Linked DNA regions of Mus musculus: regions 1, 2 and 4 are each linked to region 3. A link is a contact called in public Hi-C and HiChIP or PLAC-seq data. All regions are on one chromosome and are shown on one strand. The core of a region is the stretch at or near the end of the contact, and the rest is flanking DNA. Distances in the headings are between cores, read along the strand shown.

Region 1 (2,700 bases), core at 178-2,677, 290 kb after region 3:
TTGCAGGGGCCTCTTCTCTGACAGTGTATCTGATATTGTCATGCTAAAGAGTGAAAAACTAATGGGGGGGAAAGATTAATTTGCTAGGTCAATTATTGAACAGACTTGCTTGATACTTACAAAACTCGTGAAATTAGCGCATGATTGACAATATGAGTATTGTATTCAACATCCGTGATCCTCTGACTCAAACTGAGTTGGATACAAATCACAGGCTTTGGACATTTTCAGTACACTCAGGTTTGTTACCCTTCCCCATCCTCTATCATGATGGAAGCTGGTTAGACCTAGAACAACCATCCATACTCTCTGCCTCAAACAGTCCGTCAGAGTTTATGCCCGTTGTCTTTGTTTGGTTGACAAACTATTCACTCTTTATATCTCAACAACTGGGAGATACTAATAAGTCCCTGGTTTCACTGTGATTTATTGTATTTATTACATTTGTTACATTAACTCCTGTGTGCATGTGTGTGTGTGTGTGTGTTGTGTTGTGTGCTTGTGTCATTTCCTTCCTTCAACCACGTGCTGTCCCAGGATTGATTTTCCAAGTAGTCAGGCTTGGCAGGAAATTCCTTCATCCACTAAAGCCACCTTGCCAGTTTGGGGTTTTAATTTCATTCTCCATTTTTCTTGCGTATTTTCCAAGACCATTTTCAAAGATATGCAGAAAGTATGTGTGTGAAGCACTCTGAGTCTAGAAGGGCATTTAAGCTAGGATTTATTTATTGTTTCTGGTGACAATATGAAGACTCTGAAGATATGGAGCCATTCTGAATACTCATGAATCACAAGCCAAAACCACGCAGTGGCCAGCTGTGCCTCACAATAAACACCAAGGTGGGCTGGAGTGTCACTAACCATCATTACTTATGTGAGCACAAGCCAGGCTACTGACCCCTGGAATTTCTGCTCCAGTAAATATTTCACTTCCTCCTCAATTTGGCCAAGTGACAGTGATTACTTGGCTGTGTCAGAAGCAACTGTGGCTTGGACCGGGGGAGCTGTGCGGAGCCTGAGGGCTAGGGGTGGGTACACGTTTCAAGCGGATGAGCAAGTCTTTTGCACTCATCAATTCAAGTAACTGGAGTCTAAATTAGAATGGCTAATAGGCGTTCATTCCTTAAACAAAAATCTACCAAGCACCTCTTTCATGCCAGCCACTGACATAGGTCCTAAAATACAGAACTCTACCCTGGAGTCGCTTCCATTCAGGCAGACAATACACAGTAGCCAAGTACGGGTTATGAGGCTCTTACAACAACAGCAAAGAGAGAAAGTGGACCCAGTGAAGAAAGATGGAGAAAACAACCAGGGCATGTGGCCTGAGAGCTGCTCAGGACTTCAGTTATATCCCATTCTGCCACCTCTACCGGGATCACACACAAACACGGAGGGCGGGGAAAAGACAGCACTGCTCCTGCGCATGCGCACTGAAGCCTCAGCCCCAGGAGCGTCAGGGACACCAACGGCTGCCGTTCCTTCTCAGTTGCATTAGCCCTGACCGACATGGCTAGTGTGTGTGTGTGTTTTGTCTGTCTGTCTGTCTGTCTGCACATACTAGGAAAGGACAGAGTTGGACAGCCAGTGAGAAGTAAAGACCCTGCCTTTGTGGTAAGCACTGTGGTTCTCAGTTGTTCCTCTTCTTCTTCTTCTACTACTACTACTCACACACACACACACACACACACACACACACACACACACACACACCCCACACACACACATCTGGGACTTTTGGCCAGGTTCTAGGCCTGCTTCTCTGCCTTCGAGGTGGTTTACCCTGATCTTGACAATGACCATAATGGTGAATTCTGAGGTATGCCTATTTCATTTTGCCTGATCTGATTGACAAGGGGTCATGTATTGATATTCTAAGGAGGATGAGCTAGCACCCTGAATTTCCTAAGGACAAGACGATGCAGTTGCCAGTTGTCCAGGCTGCCTTCTATCGGGGCCGTCTTATTAACTCCGAAGCTCTGCTTTGCCTTCTCTTGTGTGTTCTACACTTAAAGCCAAATAAGAGGTCCCTAAGTCCACCCCTGCCTGGCATCGGGGCCTTTCGAGGGGACATACTAGGCGCACCGCTGCTGTTGGTCTGTGCACTTGTGGCACCGCTGTAATGCTGATAGGCCCAGTCTAGTGAAAAAGCAAAAGGCAGTTCTGCGCCTCCTTTCCCATTCTTTGAGACTGCAGTGAGGGTGACTGGCTCCCAGCCTGATATGGGCTTGACATGTGGGGCAGTCCTGAGTTCAATTCCTTGGGGCCTATACCATCCCACGTAGGCAGCCATCCAGCCAGGATCCTGGTGCCTGCCTGCCTGCCGAACCACGGCTGCTTTCTCCTTGTTTGTGGTCAGTGAAAGGAACAGGCTCAAGCGAAGCCCTCTCCTGATGGAGCAGATACTGTGTTTAAGGATGAAGAACGTGGCCTCGCCATATGTCTAGGGCCAATAAAGGGCCTCCTGAGACTGAAAGACATGAGGGCGGATTTTTCCTGCAGTGAACCTGTTGCCCTGAGTTACCACGTGAGGCTGGCAGGAGGCCTCTGTCCAGAACTCCAGCAGGAACTCCATGCTAACCAGAGTCGGGACAGCTCCAGGTCTGACATGATGCTGAGCAGCAGAAACAGCCTTGTCATTCCAGAGCATCCTAGAGCGATTCTAGAAAAGCCACCTATCCGTTCTTTTCGCACCTCATT
Region 2 (2,700 bases), core at 12-2,511, 310 kb after region 3:
TTCTGTAAGACCTCTTGCTCATTTCCACCCACAATCTCTTTTCATTGCATGCTTCTCTGTTCCCTTGAGAGTTTTTCAAATCTGTATTTACTATGATTTATCTTTATAACTTTGTGGTGTAGTCATCTGAGCACCAGGAAGGGTATCGTGTGTGTGTGTGTGTGTGTGTGTGTGTATACATATGTGTGTATGTTCTTGTGTGTATGTGTATATATATATATATATATATATGTATTTATGCATGTACACATGTGTGCATGTATATATAGGTATATGTGTGTGTTCATGTGTGTATGCATGTATGTGTGTGTCTGTATACATGTGTGTATGTGTTTGTACATGTGTGTATGTGTACAAAGTCATCTGTGTGTATATGTACATGTGTATATGTGCATGTACATTTGTGTATGTGTATATACATGTGTGTATGCATCTTTGTGCATGGACATGTGTATATGTGTGTGCGTGTATGTGTATGTACACAAATAAATGCTTTTCTTTAATCAGCCTCAGGGCTGGCCAGCTCCTTGCTTCCTTCATACAGCAAACCATGGCTGGGTGTGCTGGGTGGGCTGTAGCTAGCCAAGTCTATGACCCCAGCCTAGGGAATAGCACCATAGTTATATTAAGAGTTGGGGTATCTGCAGGTGAGAGCACACACGTTCCATGGTTGTGTCCAGTGCACTTCCCTGCCTACCCAAACCGCATTGCTTCCTGCCTGGTTTCACAGCCCCGTTGGTTCCTTGTGACCTGACATGTGCCAGGCTGGCAGAGATTGAGAGCCAGCGTCACATTTCACTGACCTACATTGCGAGGGGCCTTTGATTCCCTAGCAGAAGCTAAGATGAGCTTGGTAACAGAGGGTCAAGACGTGGTGCCCTGCTCATATGTGCACAGCTCAATAAAAAGCCAGTCTTCCAGCCTGCAGAGCCGGCTCATCTGAAATGGAATCCAGGTACACATCCTCTGAAGATAAATACAGAGGGGAGAAGGAGACCTCTCCTCTGCAGTGAACTGTGGTTCCTCCCTGTGGCTCTTTCCTAGCTGGGCTTTGCAGCCTAGAATTCCGGCTCTCTGTGTGGAAAGTGCGCACGTGTCCAGAGGAGAAGAGCTTTCACGGGAAAACAAAAGGCAGCTGTCAGTTTAATCCCAAGCTCCCTGATAACATTCCAGCAGAGCTCCTTTTTCTGGAGATGAAATAAGAACCCTGGCAGGCCCTCTTGACTGGCCACATAAATCATTTGTAGTAATTGCTCTGAGAGAGAAGAGCCTCTCAGCTCTGCAAAGCAGAGGAGGGAGTCGCACGCTGCCACTCATGGGCTGCCTCCTCTCTCTCTCTCTCTCTCTCTCATACACACACACACACACACACACACACACACACGCCTACTCACACTGTACTCTTCTCTCCCCCCACCCTATGAGCACACACACACGCACATGCACAGACTGCTCACACCGAGATGGGTTCTGAGAGCCATGTTTTTAAAAGCATGATACAGGGCATAATAAACAACTTTATGTTTCCGTTTCTTTGAGGCTAAGCCAATTTAGATTCTTGTGGAGCCTGGTTTGGTAGGGGATACTGGAAGAGGTGACAGAAAGAGTGGGAGGGGAGGATCACAAAGGTAAGAAGAAGAATGGTCACCACTCGCCTTTGGGCTTTGTTAGGCTTATCTGTCTGTATATCCCTGTCATCTGCTTCCTCTCTTTCACTTCTCCTGATGAAAACTGCAGTGTGGTCATAAAAAAAATTCCCCTGTCCTGTGATCTGGGAGCTACTGCTGAGGCTTGGCAGTTCACTAAAGAAAGAACTCTCCAAAGCCACAGAGCTATAATACCCTCTCCCCTCAGAGGCCAATAAAGATGGTGATAATAAAAATCATGGGGCTTAGGCATGGTGTGGGACCTGCAGTGGTTGGCCACAGGCTCGGGACATACACCCTTCACTTCCACGCTGATGCATATTCATTGAAAGTAGTGAGGTCACCAGAGACATTGGGAAGCTCTTGTATATATACACAGTTATTTGAAGAGTGGATGGATGGATGGATGGATGGATGGATATGTGAATGGATAAGTAGATAAATGAACAGGGGATAACAGTTTGAACACAGCTTAGCATATTAGAAACATAACTGTAAGTGTGGAGGAAATTGCCCACCTTTGCTGACAACTGAGCAGCATCTGGGCCTTCGCCACAAACTGAGTTCTAACTATTCTCAGGTGCCCCTTGAACATGGGCCTTGATGTGTTCAAGTTCAGGGTCGTTTCTTTTGTGTGATGAGAGAAGGCATCTCTTAGAATACAGCGCCATGCTTATGAACTGTCTGCCCAAGTGCCCAGACCACACTTACTTTTGTCACCAAGGCAGCCCCTTGAATTTCCTTGCCAATAATCTCCCATTTTGCAGTGTACTGTTGGCAAAGATAGGTCCGTCCTGATGTGTTCTGTGCCCAGAGGTACAGATGTTCCACCATGAGTCACTTCTGCCTCCGAGGTGCAGCCTGCTTGAGGGCACACGTGTGCTCTTATCGTGGGTCATACCTGTGCTGTGTCAGCCAGCACACCATCTTTGGTTGAAACTTTCTCTTGTCTACCTCACCTACATTACTATTTCTCATTCCTCTCTCAGCTGTGAGGCCATTTAGCCGCTGGTTAAGGCCAGCATGCACATGTCCCATGTGACCAGTGACAAAG
Region 3 (2,700 bases), core at 168-2,667:
TTTAATTTTCTACTTTCTGGACTAATAAGAAAGTGTGGAATAAGTAAGAGATTGGGCTGGGAATATAGCTCAGGTGGCAGAGCGCCTGCTTAGCATGCAGGAAGCGCTGGTCCGGTTCTGAGCACTGTATGAAACCCGCCATATTGACATACATCTCTGGTTGGCGCTTAGGAGGTACAGGCGGAAGACCAGGATTATCACTGGCTATCTGTTGAGTTCCTGTCCCTCCTGGGATATATGAGACCCTGTTTCTAAAAGAAAATATGACAAAACAACACATGAGAAGGCTGAGAACTTAAGAGCTGTTTCTTCAGAGGACCCTGGTTTAAATCCCAGGACTGACATGATGGCTCACAATCTGTATGTAACTCCAGTTTTAGGGAGTCTGATGCTGTCTTCCGGCCTCGGGCACTGCATATACTTAGTGCATATACATACATTCAGGCAAGGCACTCACACATAAAATAAAATCTAAGAGACAGAGACAGACAGAGTGAGAAATAAGAGAGGGAGGAAGAGAAAGAGGGAGGGAGGGGAGAAGGGAGAGAGCACGAGACTCCTAAAGGCAAAGACTAGATGGTTGGGCATTCCACTGTCTTTAGTTTTTCTATGGTTTTTTCCTTGGTGAACCAAATCAAGCCCTTATCCACAGTGGGGATCGTCATGATCTTGGGGGAAGAGACAGAGAGGATCTAGCTGGAATATTCTGGGAGAGCATGCCTTATTGGGAGGGGCTTTTTGACGAGTTCTGCTGAGGAAGAAAATGACTGTCAGGTGTTTATAGGCGAACCAATCTGTCTTCGCCTTTGGCGGCTCTCAGCAGCAGGGTCTCCACACAGTGACTAGAGAATTCTTTGAAGTGGGTACTCCCAGAGAAGAAAGGGATGAGCCAAAAGGTTTGGGTCTCCCTATAAATTAAACCCAGCGTCAACAGGGATCAGAGCAAGAAACTTTAAGTGTCCAGTTTTCCCTTCTGTCCACACGGTCCCTTCCACTCCCTTCCTCCGTGCCCTGTGAATAAATAGCAAGTAGGTTTGGTGTTCATTACTCTTTTGCCGTGAAGACAAAGGTGACTCATCAGGCTAAATCGGAGATGGGGGGGTGGGGGGGTGGGGAGGATACCATTTTTCTCGCCGTGTACCAAGCTAGGTTACACGGAAGTGAATTCCCAGAAAAGTCGTAAAATAGTGAAGTAATCCTAAGACAGATACGGGGTCGACAGCTACAGGCACAGGCCCCTGAAGACAGGCCTCTGTGTTGTGGCGAGACAATACTGCTGACCATATGGTCTCATGGCAGGCCGGTTGTGGAAGTCAGTGGCTGCCTTTTGTTTGGGGAACTCTCTCAGCCATGGGTCTGTGGGAGCTCTCAGTGACTTCCTGTCTCCCTGGCAGGCATGCTCTTGGCCCCGGGCCAGGCTTGCTGTACTATTGCAGTCTCAGGCCAAGCCCAGCAGCTTGCATTTGGTAAGCAGTCATTGCTCCTGACTTTGGTCACTCAGCAAACCGTTTGTCCCACAAATACACACTAGGACCTTTTTTTACACGATATCTCCGTGGCAACTATTACAAAGAGAGCATTTTTTTTTTTTACGTACAACCTAATTAATTGATAAATGTATAGAATCCTGGATACTCAGTATTCCTGGTGAAAGTGAGAGTCGTTTGTATTTTTTCAGAGCCCTTTTCAAGTTGCTTCCCTACTCCTAAGGCTCAGCTAGCTAAGACTGGCTCGGATGCTAGAGGCAGGGCTCCTGCTACAAAAAAAGAGAGAGTCGCCATCTATCCAGTTTTTACATAGGGCTAAAACAGGCCCTATGCTTAGCCTGGGTCTATTTTTTGAATGTGTGAAGCCAGCATGTGTGTGTGCATAAAAAGGCTGATTAACTCCACTTTCCTCTGAAGCCTCTCCTCTGCCACTGTGCTGACTCTTCCCAAGACCAGGGTTTCTCCGTCTCCCTGAGTCCTGGATGTCTCTGATCACTGTTGGTTAGGGCCACCCACCCTGGCTCCTTTTCTTTGCTCCCCCAAATATGGAAATGATCCCCAAAAGAACACATGGCCCTGGGAAAGGTTCTTTCAAACACAGCAGAAGGCGAGACCCAGCGAGGCTCACACTCCAGGAGGGGAGGCTGTAGCCTGGGCTATTGTGCCCGTGAGGGAGAATATTTTTATTCCAGGAACTGCATGCATGGAGGAAATGGATACCACTCACACTTTGATTGAGGAACACCAAAAAGCTCCATGTTCTTGGTCTCTAGGAAGTCTTCGTCCTTCTCTCATATGTATGTATGTATCTGTGCTTGTCTGTGTGTGTGCATGTGGAGGCCAGAGGTGGGTGTTCGGTATCACCCTCCATTGCTTTCTTCTTCCATCTTGAGGCAGGAACGTCGCTACCACTGTCTAGCCAATCAGCCTGCTCCAGGAATCACCTGCCTCCACAGAGTGCTGGGACTACAAGTGGGCTGTTACATCCACTGAGCCTTTACATGGGCACTGGGGATTTGAACTCTGGTCCTTATACTTCTGTGGCAAGGGCTTTACCCCCTAAGCCATTTCCTAGCTCCTATGAAACCTTTTGGTGTAGAACACCTATGAAGGTTGATTTGGTTATGATGTTGGGATAAATCTATTTCTTTTCCTCATGAAGAAATGTCATTTCAAGGCCAATGCTGCTGTCTCTTGTATGAATGTATGTATG
Region 4 (2,700 bases), core at 183-2,682, 350 kb after region 3:
TTATACTTTCAGTGAAAGAGAACTGAAATATTTCCCAGGCAGCTGAAAATCTCAAAAAGCTTTAACTGAGCTGAAGATAACAGGCTTTTAGGGAAGAAAGTATATGTGTGTGCGCGTGTGCGTGTGCGTGTGTGTGTGTGTCTCCGTGTCCGTGTCCGTGTGTGCTCATGCATGAGAGAGAGAGAGGAGGGAGAGAATGAGAGAGAGACAGAGAGACAGAGAGAGATGGAGAGAGAATGAGTGAGACAGACAGACAGAGCAGAGCAGATGTACAGACTAGAGGACAGTCTTGGTTGTCCTTGCTCCCAGCTTGCTTTGAGCAGAGTCTCTTATTGATCACCACTGTAGAAGTCCGGCTAGCTGGAGGTGTTGTCCTGTCTCTGCCTTCCATCTCACCGCAAGTGAATCAAGGTTTCAGGTGCCTTCTAACACATCTGTCTGCCTTTTGTGGGTCTGGGGATCTGAGCTGTGATCTTCAGGCTTGCCTGGTAAGAATCTTATCCACTGAGCCATCTCTCCCAGCCTGGTAGCAGGCTTTTGAGGGAACCCTGGGTGTGATTGAAAAAATGTTGGAGAACAGGATGGCTCCACTGGTGAAATCACTTTGCCACCGAGCTTGGTGATCGAGTTTCCTCCTCAGAAATCTTCAAGGTGGAAGGAGAGAACTGGCTAACCTCCACAGTGCCCCTAAATAATAAATACATGAAAAATGAAATGTTTTTAAGAGTATGTGTATGTGTATATATATGTGTGTGTGTATGTGTGTGATGTGTATACACACACACATACACACACACACACACACACACACACACACACACACACACACATCTACATGATGTTGGATTAGGATGCATGCACAAAGCCCTGGGTTTGATGTTCAGAAAAGCAAGATGGAGGGAGGGAGGGAGGGAGGGAAAGAGGGAGGGAGGGAGGGAGGGAGGGAGAAGGGGAGGGAGAGAGGGAGGGAGAAGGGGAGGGAGAAGGGGAGGGAGAGAGGGAAGATAAGATGTCCACTGTGTTTTGCACAAGACAAAGGATGATAAGAATTATCTAATCAGATATACAGAGAAGATATCAAGAAGAACAAGGAAATAAAGATGTGTTGGAAAGCAAGATGCAAACTAGAGAGAGAATCCCTGTTTCCAGAACTACTTCTCCGGCCTTCCAGCCTTCAGAGCTCCCTGCTCAAGGTTTAAGATGAGAGATTGTAAACCCTGCTTCATCCACATCCTTAGTTTAGCCAGCCAGAGCTTTGAAATGGCAACTAAATTGCCTTTTGGTGAAATCAAATCTTCCCTTACTAGCCTCAAGCAGGGAGGACTCCCTAGCGCTGGGGCTGGCTAATTCGTGCCAGCAGCTCAGGGTCACTCTCCCGGAACCACTGAGGTGAGCACTATTAAAGGGTTACTAGCCTCCTTTGTCGCCTGCAGTTTGTCCTGTAGGGGGTCACCCACTGCAGCCTTTTCTCCCCAGCCTGCCTGCCCGGCAGGAGGCTGCTCAGGGCAGTAAAATGTTTATTACCTGTTTATTGTGTGAGTAACCGCATTCAAGAAGGAAATATTTTCCGGTTTACCTAGGGCAATGAAAATAGGATTAAGAATTCTGAGGGCTGAGAAAGGAGCTGTATAAAAGCCAGAGTCACAGAACATACCGCCTGCAGCCACGAGGAGCCAGGCACCCACCACAGCTCCAGCCCTTTGTTCTAGTCCTGGCCACTTCCTCTCCTGTTCCCAGACTCTGCAATTCATCACCGAGGCTCTAGGGACTGCTAGCTCTCCCCTAAAGGAGAGTTTGGCTCCCATCCCAGATATGGCTATCAAACTGCACCAAAAGACAGGTCGGGGGCCTGATTAACATTTGCACACATATTTCTCTTGCCTCCAAAGGAAGTTACAAACAGCTTAATTTCCAACAATCTTGTAATGTGGAGGTTCAATATATAATATCATATAACCATTTGTATCATCCTCCAACCGCTGTGTGTAGTGAATGCAGCCATCACGGTCCAGACTTAATTCATGTCTATGATTTAAAAATTACTATCGCAAATCTTCAATTAGTTCCCAAACATGATCCTCCCCCAACAGTTTCTCCTCCCAGGATTTTTTTTCTTTTTTTCCCTTTTATCTTTTTTTTTTCTTTTCCTTTTTTCTTTTGTTTTCTTTTCTTTTTTTTTGTGCTGCTAATTCTCTTATTAAGACATGTCTTGTCTTGATCATTAATGGAGCAACACAGGATTTAAATTCTTTTCATAGTTCACAAAATTATTCTTCCCACTCTCTAAAAGTAAAATATGCAACCCTCTAAGTGTAGTCATTCTTACGAGTGGGCTTCAGGATTGAACCCTAATTATTTCTATTGTTCTCTAGGCATTCATTCGTTCATTCATTCATTCATTCATTCGTTCCGCGCTCGGGCTATTATTATCACATGCTTGGACATAGTCCTGAGAATATTCAGTTGTCCTTCAACCCATTCACAGGTCAGCTGCCTTCCAGAGGAAATATGAGTCCCTTCACCCTTAGCTTACAATGCCCACTTAACCCACTCAAAGCCTATTGTCCTTGGGCACCTGTTACCTGCTGAGTCCTCTATCTCATCTTTAGTCATGCTGTGGACCACAAAGTTCAGAAGTGAGTCTGCTGTGTTCCATCTTTGGGCCGGCTGCTCCCTCAGCCTAGGATTCTCCTGCCCTAG

The links. A called contact is a pair of places that touch in the nucleus more often than the background predicts. HiChIP or PLAC-seq counts read pairs in DNA pulled down with a chosen protein or histone mark.
Region 1: a Hi-C map of cerebral cortex shows a contact between it and region 3, with 4 times the contacts expected there. The contact joins two enhancer-like sites. A contact is called at or near these places in 1 of 15 datasets of contacts at CTCF or cohesin (the NIH/3T3 cell line), 3 of 484 Hi-C or Micro-C datasets (Sertoli cells, cerebral cortex and nephron progenitors) and 10 of 115 datasets of contacts at active chromatin or transcription factors (astrocytes, craniofacial prominence, embryonic basal ganglia and 7 more).
Region 2: an H3K27ac HiChIP or PLAC-seq map of microglia shows a contact between it and region 3, with 4 times the contacts expected there. The contact joins two enhancer-like sites. A contact is called at or near these places in 1 of 15 datasets of contacts at CTCF or cohesin (the NIH/3T3 cell line), 1 of 484 Hi-C or Micro-C datasets (nephron progenitors) and 7 of 115 datasets of contacts at active chromatin or transcription factors (craniofacial prominence, embryonic basal ganglia, embryonic stem cells and 4 more).
Region 4: an HNF4G HiChIP or PLAC-seq map of pancreatic cancer cells shows a contact between it and region 3. The contact joins two enhancer-like sites. A contact is called at or near these places in 4 of 39 promoter capture datasets (cranial neural crest, frontonasal cranial neural crest, maxillary cranial neural crest and 1 more), 5 of 115 datasets of contacts at active chromatin or transcription factors (acute myeloid leukemia, embryonic basal ganglia, memory CD8 T cells and 2 more) and 1 of 9 other capture datasets (embryonic tail).

Annotation. Positions count from the first base shown.
Region 1 is chr3:51,795,313-51,798,012 of GRCm38.p6, reverse strand. All of the region lies in intron 2 of Maml3 (mastermind like transcriptional coactivator 3), which reads left to right. Among named protein-coding and RNA genes, the nearest start is that of Gm46803, 89 kb to the right of the region's middle. Within about 2 kb of position 1,427, at least 87 of the 459 cell types and tissues checked have an H3K27ac peak or open chromatin away from gene starts, as enhancers often do. A contact at or near this core is called in cerebral cortex and forebrain, where this site is marked.
Region 2 is chr3:51,777,527-51,780,226 of GRCm38.p6, reverse strand. All of the region lies in intron 2 of Maml3 (mastermind like transcriptional coactivator 3), which reads left to right. Among named protein-coding and RNA genes, the nearest start is that of Gm46803, 71 kb to the right of the region's middle. Within about 2 kb of position 1,261, at least 76 of the 459 cell types and tissues checked have an H3K27ac peak or open chromatin away from gene starts, as enhancers often do. A contact at or near this core is called in microglia, where this site is marked.
Region 3 is chr3:52,087,243-52,089,942 of GRCm38.p6, reverse strand. All of the region lies in intron 1 of Maml3 (mastermind like transcriptional coactivator 3), which reads left to right. Among named protein-coding and RNA genes, the nearest start is that of Maml3, 16 kb to the left of the region's middle. Within about 2 kb of position 1,417, at least 349 of the 459 cell types and tissues checked have an H3K27ac peak or open chromatin away from gene starts, as enhancers often do. A contact at or near this core is called in acute myeloid leukemia, cerebral cortex, forebrain and 2 more, where this site is marked.
Region 4 is chr3:51,738,258-51,740,957 of GRCm38.p6, reverse strand. All of the region lies in intron 2 of Maml3 (mastermind like transcriptional coactivator 3), which reads left to right. Among named protein-coding and RNA genes, the nearest start is that of Gm46803, 32 kb to the right of the region's middle. RefSeq lists an enhancer at 1,102-2,106. Within about 2 kb of position 1,432, at least 105 of the 459 cell types and tissues checked have an H3K27ac peak or open chromatin away from gene starts, as enhancers often do. A contact at or near this core is called in acute myeloid leukemia and pancreatic cancer cells, where this site is marked.